Regions from separate parts of the Sus scrofa genome. Here region 1 is linked to region 2. Evidence: chromatin contacts called from public HiChIP or PLAC-seq data. All regions are on one chromosome and are shown on one strand. Each heading gives the region's core, a stretch centred on a gene start, on an enhancer-like site or on the middle of the called end of the contact. The rest is flanking DNA. Distances are from core to core; before and after follow the strand shown. Region 1 holds the start of DEK (protein DEK). Region 2 holds the start of FAM8A1 (protein FAM8A1).

Region 1 (6,589 bases), core at 2,154-4,653, 560 kb before region 2:
GCCAAGGATTGGGAGAGAAGAATAAATAGCATGGATGTGGCCTCTGCCCATGAAGCTCATAGTCTGGGAAAGATAGATAAGTGTGTGTAAGAGCTAGATATGGGTATAAGAGAGACATCTGGGTGCCATGTATGTAAAAACTTCTCAAGGCAAAAATGAAACAACAAATTCAAGAATTGGGGCTTTAATATGTCCAAAATAAAACCAACAAATATTTTCAGGCACGTGCCCCACTCATCCCAATTGCAACTTATTTGCTTGTTATCAGGCCTTCTGTGCAGAGACAGCAATGCTCACCAGTATGTGGCCCCATGTTTGCCTAGATTCTTTGCAGTGAGCTGGGCAGTCTGACCCATCTGGCCAGTAGCCAATGAGCAGAATCCTAGACGAGCAGGTCTGGGTTCTTGGCCTGTTCTATTCCCCTAACACTGTGAACACTAGGTACTCATGTCAAGATGGTGGATCTCTAAGATCAAAGGAATCAAGAACAATGACTAAACCATAGGAAGGGCAGCCCTAGGGAGTTGCCTGACCTGAGTGACAGGGCTTTTCTCACTCTGAGAAATAAAATTCTGTTGTTAAACACAATTAAAACAACTTTTGCCAAAAGAATTTGTCTTATCCAGGAGTTCCCATCGTGATTCAGTGGAAACGAATCTTACTAGCATCCATGAGGACGAAGGTTCGATCCCTAGCCTTGCTCGGTGGATTAAGGATCCGGTGTTGACGTTAGCTGTGGTGTAGGTTGCAGACTCGGCTTGGATCCTGCATTGCTGCGGCTGTGGTGTAGTCTGGCAGCTACAGCTCTGATTCACCCCCTAGCCCGGGAACCTCCATATGCTGCAGATGTGACCCTAAAAAGACAAAAACGAAAAAAAAGAACTTATCCTAATATACCATCTCATTATATTAAACCAAAAAATGCCCTGAATCTTCATAGTAAGAATTTATTTGGGGGAATTCCCATTGTGGTTCAGCAGTAACAAACCTAATTAGTATTCATGAGGATGCTGATTTAATCCCTGGCCCCACTCAAGTGGGTTAAGGATCCAGCAATACCACTTGAATCTGGCGTGGCTGTGGCATAGGCCAACAGCCACAGCTCCAATTCACCCCCTAGCCTAGGAACTTCCATTTGCCACAAGTGTGGCTTTTAAAAAAAAAAAAAAAGAAGGACTGTATTATTTGGGGAAGTTCCCTGGTGGCTTAGTGGTTAAGGATCTGGTGTTGTGTTGTCACTGCTGTGGCTGGGGTCACTGCCATAGTGCAGATTTGATCCCTCTCCTGGGAACTTCCCCACTGCAGGCAAGTCCAAAAACAGAAAACAAATACAGTAACAGCTCCCTTCTTAAAAACCAAACTTGCTTTGAGTTACTGCTCCATTTCTCTGCTCCCCGAAAACAGCAAAACACCTCTGAACCCATGCTTGCCTACCTTTCTCTCTCGCTCTCACTGCTGGCACCCTCATGCTCACCACTTCACAGGAACAGTTCTTGTCAGTGTCGCTGGTAACTCATCCGTCTTTTATACAATGGTCACTTCTCAGTTCTCATCTCACCTGGCCATTAACTAATTATTTATTTTAGGGCTGCACCTGCGGCATATGGAGGTTTCCGGGCTAGGGGTCAAATCAGAGCTGTCGCTACCAGCCTATGTTTTGATCCTTAACCCACTGAGCGAGGCCAGGGATCAAACTCGCAACTTCATGGTTCCTAGTCGGATTCGTTAACCACTGAGCCACAACTGGAACTCCTCACCTGACCTTTTAGTGCTTCTGACCACTCTCTCCCCTTAGACACTTCTTAATCACTTGGCTTCTGAGATAAAACTTTTCCACTAGATTCTCTTCCCACTTCAGGTAGTACGTTGCTCTTTCATCCCCTTTGCTGGTTTCACTTCCTCTCCTGAACCTCTAAGCATTGGAGAGCTCCTGGATTCCATCCTGTCTTCCTCTCTGCGGATGCTCACTCTACTAATGAGCTCCTCCAGGCTCAGGGCTTTAAACCATGTGCACAAAAAAATGTTGCCTGCCATTCCAGTAAACAATGAATGTTGTCCACCCTCCAGCCATTAACCACCTTACCCTCAGGGAAATTCAGGACAGAGAAAAACAGCATACTGGCCCTGAATAGTTAAGATCCATATCTCAGGAATAATTTCCAACTAGCCCAGACAGCGGCATTTTCCTTTTCACAGAAAAGCACTAAAAGCATTAACTTGCGATGTCTTGGGGGGTTTGTTGTGTGTGATCAGCAGTAAGCTTTTGATGTTTGACTACATGGGTTTTTTTGTTCAGCAAAGCTCCTATATATCCTCTTACCTTATTTACTCAGAGCAATTCCTCAGAGTTATCTGACTGTCTCCGAGGCTAGAGTCTTCAGAACATTCCCTGAACAAAGCGTAACTTGCACCTTTTAGGTTGTGCAGATTTTCATCCAGCAACAACCATGAATCCTTTGAATTTTATTCCAAGTATGATGGGAATCCATTGGAGAGTTTTAAGCAAGAGAGTGCCCAATCTGATCATTTAAAACAAACAAATCACCCTGGCTGCTACTATGTGAGTGGTAGGAGATGGGTTAGCAATGTGGAAGCCACCTGACCAGTAAGGGACTATGTCAAAATCCAAGCAAAAGAGGAAAGTGGACCGGATTTGGGTGGCATCAGTACAGTGGGAAATGGCTTAAAATTTGAGGATAAAAATGACAGGATTTGCTTATGTTTTCAGTAGGGGCACGAAAGGAAAAGAGGGGAAAGCAAAGAAAATATCTTATTTTTGCCCTACGAACCTGAGTTCATACAGGCAAATTTAACTGATCCTATTTCCACTATTCATCGAGTAGAAGGATCCCTGGGGCTGCTGGTGGTGAAAGGGTTGGGGGGAAATGAAAGGAATCATATACAGTTAAGAGGGAATATTTGAGCGGGGAAAGCGGTTCGTTTTTTTAAATGTTGAGTTTTAGAGCTATCTTCGGAGCTGGCCTAGAACTCCAATAGAAGACTCAGGACTACGTACTACCGTATGTCCTCTATTATAACCAACACCACAATTTTCCCCTATATTTACAGGTCTGGAAATCTTTTTCTCTCCAGTGACGTGAACTTTCAACGTGATAGCGTCTTTTTCCTGAAGATGTACCTTACAAGAGATGGGGTCCTTTGAAATACAGCAGGTTCGGGAGTCATCAACAGCACGATCTCCGGGACCTAAATGACGACGCTCACTGAGTAACTCCCCTCAACCTCTAGGAAATACTGTAGCAGAGATTTCCCGGGACGTAAACTTCTTCACTACTCCGCGCCCGCCCCCTCCCGAACCCGCGGCCGCTCCTCCTCTTTTTCCCGGAACAAGCGGCGGAGACAATACACTTGCAGGCCCCCTAGCGTTCTTCCGTTCGGCGCCGCCTCGCTGTTCCTGCGCCGGCTCCCGCCCGCCGCCCGGGACGCGGCCTGTCCGCTTTCCCGGAGGAGCCGGGACAGGACGCCCAACGCCGCCCAAGCGGCTCCGGAGCGCACCGCCCCTCCGCCCGCCGCCGCCGGGGGGACCCCTCACGGCCCCACCCCGGCCCTGCCCGCCCGGGCTTCCCGCGGAGGCGCCGGCCGCCCCGCCTCCCCCACCTCGCGCGCGCCAACTCCCAGCTCGCGGCCCTGATTGGCCGCCGCATTCCCGCTTTCCTTCCCGAACCGCCATTTTGAAAATCTTGTTGATTCTGGGCAGCCGAGAGCGCGGCGTGAGCGTCAGGCCAGCGAGCGGCCCGCGCGCCTCCTTTTCGGCGCCCGCCGCCGCCTCCCGGCGTCTCTTCGAGTCCTCGGCGCCAGGCCCGCGGCGGCCGGGACCCGCGGTGAGGGCCGCGGCGGCGGAGGGGAGGCCGAGAGGGCGCCGCGGGGCCCGCCCGCACCGCCGCGGCCATTTGGACGGCGGCCTGGGGCGGGGGAGGGGACGCGGGGCGGCCGGCGGCGCGGGCAGGACGGTGGGAGGGGCGGCTCGGCGCCCGCGCTTTCCCGCCTCGGGACGGCCCCGGACGGGCCGCGGGGCTCGAGGGCAGCCACCCCCGGGGGGAAGTGGGGGACAGCGCCGCCGTCCAGGCTGCGCGGGGAGGCAACTTTGCGGTCAGGTTTCCCCGCGGTCCCAGGGGCGGAGCAGGTGGGTCGGCCGGGCCGCCGCGTCCTCCCGCCGGAGGCGAGGGGACCGAGACGTGTGGCTTCCTCTCCGCCCGCAGGTCCACAGCATGTCCTCCTCGGGCCCTGCTGCGGAGGGAGAGGGAACCCCCGCCCAGCCCGCGTCCGAGAAAGAGCCCGAAATGCCCGGCCCGAGAGAGGAAAGTGAAGAGGAGGACGAGGACGACGAGGAGGAGGAAGAGGAGGAAGAGAAAGGTGGGGAGGAAGTCTTGTTCTTAGTGATGGGCTTTACCGAAATCAGTTTTCGGGCTCTCTTTGCGCTTAAAGTCGGTAAATCGGGGTGGTTTGCAGTGAGAACGTTTGCGGAATTAGCGAGGTTTTTATGTGGAACAGTAGCAGAGAAATTAACTTTGTGAATTCCAGTTTTTAAAAAAATGCTCGCCGTTGTTAACTACGTACTTTGGAGTGCAGTTGATTTCTCGCCAGCAACACCCGTGCATAACATTTTATCATTTGACAGGAAGTTTGTAAGTTTCAGATCTGGTTTTTTTTTTTTTTTTTTTTAACTACTTGCCTTGGAAGTTATTACGGTAACGTTTTGTTTTTGCTAATTTAAGTACACATTCTTTGCCTTCTGGAGTTACTGTGAAGTTCTTCATGAAATCACGTATCAAGACTTGAAGTTACTCATGTTAGTCTTGGAAATATTTCAATAGTTTTAGTATATTTGCTGAACTTCAGCAGACGTTCTTTTTCAAAGGCTTAGAGGAGTAACTTTCACCGGGAAACACCGGTGAAAGCTGGTTCTGTTTGAGAAAGTAGTTAAACACGAAAGCAGTGAACTGTGAAAGAAAGTTTAAATACGAGCCCAGAGCTGTTTCGGTTTTGGTGTTGAGGGAGGGCAGTAGCAACCGATTTGACTGGAGACATGAAGCAGAAGCACCTTGCAGCGTTGAGGGGTGGTACTGCCTCAGTTTATCCGCGGTGCCTGGGCCAGCGCCCCTAAAATGCTTCCTTCCAACCACTTAAAACTCGGTATCACAGATCTTAGCATCTTTGACATTAGCCTGATGTAGGTTTATTTAGTTTATCACCGTAACCCAACCAGACTTGGGAAGAGATTTGAGGTTTTTGTCTCAGACCTAGGGTCAGTTCATTTTTTTTTAATGCCTAAACGAGTCCCTGGTCAGCATTTAATAAATACAGTGTGAGTTGAGAGTACATGGTATGTGTTTTGTTTGTATAAAGTGGTAGCTACTGTAAGAGGGAAGCGTGTCTACATTTAAGTACAGAAAATGCTTAGAAAAAAATGAGTTATTTTTAAATTATTCATAATTGGAAGTTGGCTGCAGTATCTCACTATTAGTCCAAGACTTTCTCAGCATTTTTTCCTTCAATTTTTAGTTTCGGATACCAGAGAGATGATGTATTTCTTCATGTCAGGAAAAAAATTATGAAAGTCATGTAAAAACATTGTAAACGACCAGTCCAGTGATTCTTGGGGGACTGATGGTAGGGCAAATTGTAATTTTTTTAACAAAAAAAATTTAGATTATCCCCAAAGCAGTTCTATAGTTGTCCTGTTTTATTTTCCTCATTTGAGATATTTGTGGAACGACTAAAATTGTGAATGTTTTTTATCCTGTTTAGCCCTGAAAATTTAACTCTACTACTGAGGCGTCATAGAAATGAGAGTGAAATTTATGCCAAATAAGGGGTGGAATTGACTTGGCAGTGGTTTAGGGGTGAGGAATAGGGAGGCGGGAGATGCCTAGTAAAAGGTGACTCCCAGGTTTCTTTGGCAGCTGGATGGGTAATATTAACATTTTCTGAAAAAAGAATTCATGAAGAGGAGTGAGCTTGGAGATGATGGTCCTCTCTGTTTGGGATGCATTGAGTGTGGTGCCTGTAGGACAGTGGAGCTGTCCAGTAGGCAGCCTGGTTGGTTGGTCTGAAGATCAGGGGAAACTCGACTGACTGGAGATAGATCAGGAAGTTACTAGCTTTTAGGTGGTAATCAGTGGCAAGCAAATGGCTTAAATCACTCGGGGTGGAAGTGGAGTGACAGCTGTGGAGTCGCTTTATAGTGCTTTCTCTGCATTCTACACCATTGCCAGGATGCACCTGCCGGAATCGCTTTCTTTTTACTAATTTTTTTGTGTGTGTGCCGATCTTTACATCTCCAAATCTTAGCTATCCTTCAGAGCCAGCTCGAATGTTTTGATCCTTTCTCCCTAATACAGAACAAATTGCTCTTTCCTCAACTCTCATTATTTGTAACTTAAAGTGTTTTGTCATTTTCTGCTTTGGAGTATGGTATTTGTGTCCCATCGGCCCCAGTAGACATGAGGTCTTTGAGGAAATATTCAATTTCTTAATCATCTCTTGGTCTCACCTACCCCTCAGTATCTGATGAGCTTTGCATCAAACAGGCATTCAGTTGAATAAATTGAAGAACTTCTAGCAATAT
Region 2 (7,698 bases), core at 4,706-7,205:
ATCATGCCAAAAATTTATAGGGAACCGGGAGTTCCCATCGTGGCACAGTGGTTAACGAATCCGACTAGGAGCCATGAGATTGCGGGTTCGATCCCTGGCCTTGCTCAGTGGGTTAAGGATCTGGTGTTGCTGTGAGCTGTGGTGTAGGTTGCAGACACAGCTCAGATCCTGTTATTGCTGTGGCTCTGGCGTAGGCTGGTGGCTACAGCTCCAATTCGACCCCTAGCCTGGAAATCTCCATATGCTGTTGGGAGCAGCCCTAGAAAAGGCAAAAAGGCAAAAAAATTTATATGGAACTGTAAAAGACCCGGAATTGCCAAAGCAATTCTGAGGAACAAAAACCAAGCAGGCATAACTCTCCCAGACTTCAGACAATATTACAAAGCTACAGTAATCAAGACAGTGCGGTACTGGTACAAAAACAGACATACAGACCAATGGAACAGAATAGAGAACCCAGAAATAAACCCAGACATCTATGGTCAATTAATCTTTGACAAAGGAGGCAAGAATATAAAATGGGGAAAGGACAATCTCTCCAGCAAGTGGTGTTGGGAAACCTGGACAGCTGCATGTAAATCAACGAAACTAGAACACACCCTCACACCATGCACAAAAATAAACTCAAAATGGCTCAAAGACTTAAACGTAAGACAAGACATCATCAAACTCCTAGAAGAGAACATAGGCAAAACATTCTCTGACATCAGCTGTACAAATGTTTTCTCAGATCAGTATTCCAAGGCAACAGAAATAAAAGCAAAAATAAACCAATGGGACCTAATCAAACTGACAAGCTTTTGCACAGCAAAGGAAACTGAAAAACCCAAAAAGACAACCTATGGAATGGGTGAGAATAGTTTCAAACAATGCAACCAACAAGGGCTTAATCTCTTAACATGTACAAACAACTAAACAACAAAAAAGTCCAACAACTCAAGTGAAAAACAGGCAGAAGACTTGAATAGACATTCCTCCAAAGATAAACAGATGGCCAACAGGCACATGAAAAAAATGTTCAGGAGAAGTTCCCATCGTGGCGCAGTGGTTAACTAGGAACCATGAGGTTGCGGGTTCGGTCCCTGCCCTTGCTCAGTGGGTTAACGATCCGGCGTTGCCGTGAGCTGTGGTGTGGGTTGCAGACGCGGCTCGGATCCAGCGTTGCTGTGGCTCTGGCGTAGGCCGGTGGCTACAGCTCCGATTCGACCCCTAGCCTGGGAATCTCCATATGCCGTGGGAGCGGCCCAAGAAATAGCAAAAAAAAAAAAGAAAAAAGAAAAAAATGTTCAACATCACTAATTATTAGAGAAATGCAAATCAAAACTACTATGAGGTAGCACCTCACACTGGTCAGAATGGCCATCATTAACAAGTCAACAAATAACAAATGCTGGAGAGGGTATGGAGAAAAGGGAACCCTCCTTCACTGTTGGTGGGAATATAAATTGGTTACAACCACTACAGAAAACAGTATGGAGGTACCTCAGAAAACTATGTAGAAAAACAAACAAACAAACAAAAACTATACAGAACTACCGTACGACCTAGCAATCCCACTCCTGTGCATCTGTCCAGAAGAAACTTTTGTTGAAAAAGATACACATACCCCTATATTCATAGCAGCACTATTCACAATAGCCAAGACATGGAAACAACCTAAATGTCCATCCATCAACAAATGAATGAAGATGTGGTATATATACACAATGGAATACTACTTGGCCATTAAAAAAGAACAATAATGCCATCTGCGGCAACATGGATGGAACTAGGCTCTCATAACTAAGTGAAGCCAGAAAGAGAAAGACAAATGCCATGTGATATTATATTTGGAATCTAATAAATGGCACAAATGTGCCTATCTACAGAAAAGAAACAAACTCATGGACTTGGAGAACAGACTTGTGGTTGACAAGGGGGAGGGAATGGGATGGCCTTGGTAGCCTAGTGTTAATAGATGCAAACTATTGCATTTGGAATGGATAAGCAATGAGATCCTGCTGTATAGTACAGGGAACTATACCTAGCCACTTGTGATGGAACATGACGGAGTGTAATGTGAGAAAAAGAATGTAAATGTGTACATATGATGTATATACACATACACACACACAATGACTGGGTCCCTTTGCTGTACAGCAGAAATTGACAGTACACTGTAAATCAACTATAACAAATAAAAATTAATAAAAAAGTTCCTGTTGTGCAGCAGAAACGAATCTGACTAGGAACCATGAGGTTGCAGGTTTGAACCCTGGCCTCGCTCAGTGTGTTAGGGATCTGGCATTGCCATGAGCTATAGTGTAGGTTGCAGACACAGCTTGGATCTGGCATTGCTGTGGCTATGGCACAGGCAAGGCAGCTGTAGCTCCAATTCGACCCTAGCCTGGGAACCTCCCCTAAAAAAACAGAAAAAAGACAAAAAATAAAAGAAATGAGGGGATTATTAAAACATTAAGACTATTCTGATGGCAATGAGAAACTACTGAAGGCTTTGAAGGCAGGAGAATGGCAGAATCAGAAATGATCATCTCTGGTTTTACACCAGAGACTGAATTAAGATAAAACAGGAGACAGTAAACTGAGATACCAGTTAGAAGACTTGTGCTATAATCCAAGCAGGTGATGACAGTGACTGGACTAGGGAGAAGCAATGATGATGAAAAATGGATTTCTGACTTTGGAGGAAATGGTACAGGTTGAAGGTTATTCAGGAGATTGAACAGAAAGGAGGTGGTAGGTGCTGACTGGATGTTTAGCCCATAGGGAGGGAGACAGGGAAGAATCAGATTAATATTCAAGTTCCCGGAAAGGGCCCTGAAATTTAAATAACTACAAAGGTTTGACCTTGACAGTCAAACTTACTACCTTTGTAACTTGGTAAATGCTGAGTTTAACTTCTGGAAGAATTTCAGTTTTCTATAAAATGGAGGTTTTTAACCTCTATTACACAGTGGTGGCAAGATTAAGTAATCCAAGATTGATCTAGAGGTTTATCACACTAAGACAGAGAAAGACAAGTATCATATGATAAAACTCATATGTGGAATCTAATTTTAAAAATGATTCAAGAGAACTTATTTACAAAACAGAAACAGACTCACAGACTTTGAAAACAAACTTATGGTTACCAAAGGGAAAACACTGGGGAAGGAATAAAGTAGGAGTTTGGGATTCACATATACACATTACTATATATAAAATAACTAACTAACAAGGGCCTACTGCATAGCACAGGGAAATCTATTCAATATTCTGTAATAAACTATATGGGAAAAAATCTGAAGAGGAATGAATGTATAACTGATTCACTTTGCTGTACACCTGAAAGTAACATAACATTGTGAGTCTGCTATACTCCAATAAAATTAAGAATCCATATGAAGTCTAGCCTATAGAAAGTGCTTAGGAAGTGATAACTGCTATTAAGATTACTAATCTGAAAGGAAGATTATTCAGATAAATGGCTCACTTTCAATTTACTGGGAACTTGTCTGACAGTATAAGCAACCCCATTTGCAAGTGCTACCTCGCTGATTATTTAATAGTTCATCTACTAAAAACTCTTTATGCCTTGGTCTTTAGATACTCCACTCTGAACATGACTGTAAGAGACAAATTAGTAACTGGCTTAAGAAAACAGTGAATAAATTCAAATTCAGGTTTGCAGGTTCCTTTTACTTAGTCTTGATAGGTAAAATTCCCCCACACCTTACAGAATTTATTACGTCTTGTTCTCCCTTTTGTAGTTATTTCTTAAAACCAACAAGAAAATAAACCTGACAAAGCTCCTATAATGAAATTGTTAATGGCACACAAATTATCCATATGGTCGCAAGCAGGCATGAAAAGAACTAAAGCAAGATCTCTAGACATTAAAACCTTTCTGCAAATGGCCTTAACTTACTTTATTCCACTGAGGTGCATAATGGTTAAGACAATGGTTGCTTTTATAAAGAAGAGAATAAAGAAATCCACCATCTCTGCCATAAATCTGTGGGCCAAGGATGGAATAACATACTCTCTGCCTGTAAATTAAAAAAAAAGAAAAAAATTAGGAAAACTAGTCATTGCGCACAGACCTTGGAACCCAAGTTAGGAAATGAATGAGGAGTATAAAGGTACAACTTGCTGATTAAAAAAAAAAAAATTATAACTTTTGCAACATTTGTTGAAATTGACTCCAATAAGGCATGTTATTATTTTAATAATACAGCAACACCACTTCACTACTTAACTGAGCAGTTTAAAATTGTTTTTACCCCCTTACTGTTTCAAAATGACTTCACAGATAAATTTCACTACTGAAGGTACTCAATACATTTCACTAGGGATTCAAATGGGCAGAATCCAGGTGGTTGCAAGACTATGACACAAAATTAAATATCTGTTAGCAAAATATCAAGGTTAAGTTTAGACAATTAGTACAAAGTAAATCCCTGTGCTCCTCATCTCACCCTTATTCATTTAGTTTGTCTTGCTTTCTATGTAACAAACCCAATGATTCCCAGGGAGCTTGCAAATTCCAGCAACTAGGTCTGTCCCATATTATCTGTGGTTGAATTAAAATAAAAAGTCTAAATAATAAACTAAAAAGTGTAAATAATTAAAAGTATTCTAATTCCCAAACAGAAGTAAACAATCTACAAGATTAAGCCAAGGCCCAAAGGTTGTAACTCCATTTGGATTCGTGTAAATCTTATTATCCATCAGTTCCGTTGTCCCTAATACACACAAGCGCTATTAATTATATATATTTCACCTATGTTATCATATGCTGGGTAATATATATAATAAAGCCATGTCTGGGTTATTTCCAGCATTACCAGTCAAAACTCCTCCTCCCTCCATGGTGAACTTTGCCATCCGAGAACTAAGCTTTGGACCTCACTCCAGAGCATGGAGATCAAAGTAAGAGAATGGTCTTTACACGTGTGAACGATTAGTCCCAGGAGTCAACTGAGACCGCCAGGTCTAAAGAAAAAGCAAACTAGAACCTGGCTGTACACTTGGGGAACAGAAGGCCTGGGCCAACCCCAGCTGACGGACGAGAAACAACCGCGCCGGCTCTACCCCCAGGTCCTTCCCTGAAGAGCCTTCTCACCTGCCTGCCGCCCAGTCTCGCTCGGGGCTCGCGAAGCGGCGGCGGATGCTACCCTGGCCACTGGGGCTGCCCGGGCCGAAGGCTGCACGTGAGGGGCGCGGCCTCCCGGGCCACCGACCGGGGCGGGAGTGGCAACGCCGGCGGCTGCCCCCGGCTCAGGCCGGGCCGCCGCGGCGCTCAGGAAGTAGAAGGGGTTGTAGTAGCCCAGCTGGAGGGGCGGCGGCGCGGCGGTCTGAGGGGCGGCGGCGGCAGCGGCGGCGGCGCCCGAGCTGTAGTTCGGCGCGGGCGGCTGGGGGCTGCAGTAGGCGGGGAAGGCGGCCAGGCCGCTGTGCCAGGTGAGGTAGCCGCAATAAGACTGCCACAGCCACTCGTGCACCTGCCGGGAGTACTCGCGGGCGCTCAGCCGCGCCGGCCTCTCCCGCGGCGCCCCGGCCTCGGGTGCCTCGCAGCCTGCCGGCGCCTGCATTCCCGAGCCGGAGCCCGAGCCCGCCTCCCCGCGATTCCCGGGCTCGCGCGCCGGCTCCGAGGTCTTGGCGGCGGCCGCGAGGCCCGAGGCTGGGGGCCGGCCCGGGGCCTGGGGTTCGGCCTGCGGCCCGTCTCGGGGGCGTGGGGCGGCGGCAGCAGGAAGGCCTCTCAGGGCAGGGACGGGCTCGTGGTCCCCTCCGCCGTCGTCCTGCCCAGGAGGGCGGCCTCGAGCTTCCTCCGGCCCCTCTGCCATCGTCGCCTCAGCAGCACCCTCAGCGGTCCTGTCACTGCGCCGTCTCCTGCCCCGCTTGCCCCTCCCCAACGGCCCCGTAGCCACCGCAGCAGCCGCGAGCGTCAACAATCCACCACCGGAAGCGGAAACCCCCCCTTCCGCGTCGCCGGCGCGGGGCGGGGCAAGGAGGCGGGGCAGGGAAGTGGGCCTTCGTGTTCCCGAGCTGGCTTCGGAGGCTGACACTGGAATTGGGCGTCCTGCGCTTACTAGTTGTAGGTCCAGACTGTCACCGCCAACACCCACGCCCCGTACACCTCTTGCGTTTTTAATTAAGGCCGGAGGCTTCTCTTGATATTCCCACCGGCTGAGGACTGGGGCTGTCCCGGGAGAAACAGCTGATGGAGAAAGGGGGATTTATGAGAAGTCCCAAGGGTGTGTGCCCCCCTTTCTATTACGGAGACGCGATTGTCTTGATCACTAGACACGGGGCTTGTTGCGTATTTCTGTCTGCATTCATTCCATTAGGTAGTTCTCACCCATTTGTACTCAGCAAGGTGATACGAGACAATCCTCTAAGAGAATTAGAAACTAATAACCAAACTAAACAGACGTATCAGGATAGTACGACTCAGCTGCAGCGATCTTCATTGTAATAAGAAAGAGATTATGCTACTTTAAGAGCTAGACTCTGTCTTGATTCTGGAGCTAACTTCTGTTCCTAAAATCCTACTTTCCAGTGCTGCACACACAAGCCTGATACGCCAGCAAAACCGTGCCTTTCCTCAGACCCACGGTCTCGCCCTCTGGCACCTGCCTTTTCCTTTATTTTCTGTTAAGGCAGGGCCCTATCCATATCTCAGGGCTTTGGAATCTGCTCCCACTACCACAGATCAGGCATGGTTTCCTCTTCTTCTGAATTATATATGGTACCTTATGTATTTATATTTTAATATACTTTCCTATGTCCTTAAGTTGGTTAAGTGATAGAAATATGTCTTTGTATCCCCAGTTCCATACAAAAGATCTACAGGGGCTTAGTACTGTGGGTCTATACTGTAGGTCTATTTGTTAAGAGGGATTCCCAGAATCATTATTGACTTTGCTCTAGGAGATAAAAGTAAAAGTCTTAGGAGTTAAGGATTCCGAATGCAGTGGCTTGAATCACTGGGGAAGTGCAGATTCAGTCCCCTGCCTGGCACAGTGGGTTAAGGATCCCGTGATGCCGTAGCTGTGGCTTGGATTCAGTCCCTGGCCCTGGAACTTCCCTATGCCGTGGGTGAAGTAAACAAAAAAGCTTAACCTTAGCCCTTAGGAAGCTAATATAGGGGTTTGGTTTAAAGGGACATTTTCATGAAACACTTGAAGACCTACTTAAGATAATACCAGTGCAATATGAATCCAAAACATGAGAAAGCCCATATAGATAGAAAGGTTATCCTTCCAAATGTGGTTTTACAAATCAACTGTGAGGAAGTTGTAACAATAAAACTTGCATTCCAAGTTTGGATTGGGAAGGCAGGAGAAGCAGGAATAAAGAAGTGAAGATGACATAGAATGATTGTGAAATATTGTGGTTATTGGAGACACAGACTGTGTGTTGAATACCACTGAAGAGGTAGCACCTGGTATACTATCACTCACATAGTAGACCTTTATATTAAGATTCTTGGTGGCAGTTGTCAGAAACCCAATTGTAACTGACTCAAGGGAGAAAAAGTAAATGAATTTACTGACTTGCATAAAATGTTCAGAAGTTTATAGATAATAAAGTAGAGAAAAACAGGCGATTCCTGGAACTTTCTCTGACTTGCTTTTGAGAAAGTAAGAGTGTTTCAGTGAGAAACTTAATTCTAATGGGCTTAAGCAAAAAAAAAAAAAAAAAAAAAAAAAAAAGTCA

Evidence for each region. HiChIP or PLAC-seq counts read pairs in DNA pulled down with a chosen protein or histone mark.
Region 1: an H3K27ac HiChIP or PLAC-seq map of alveolar macrophages shows a contact between it and region 2. The contact joins the promoter of DEK here to the promoter of FAM8A1 in region 2. A contact is called at or near these places in 1 of 5 promoter capture datasets (fetal skeletal muscle) and 2 of 2 datasets of contacts at active chromatin or transcription factors (alveolar macrophages and skeletal muscle).

The regions. Positions count from the first base shown.
Region 1 is chr7:13,932,291-13,938,879 of Sscrofa11.1, reverse strand. DEK (protein DEK) reads left to right here and starts at 3,403. Exons shown (of 11, transcript XM_001927909.6): 1 at 3,403-3,842; 2 at 4,221-4,374. The coding sequence starts at 4,230.
Region 2 is chr7:13,376,386-13,384,083 of Sscrofa11.1, reverse strand. FAM8A1 (protein FAM8A1) reads right to left here and starts at 5,955. Exons shown (of 4, transcript XM_021100215.1): 1 at 5,105-5,955; 2 at 3,908-4,028. The coding sequence starts at 5,822.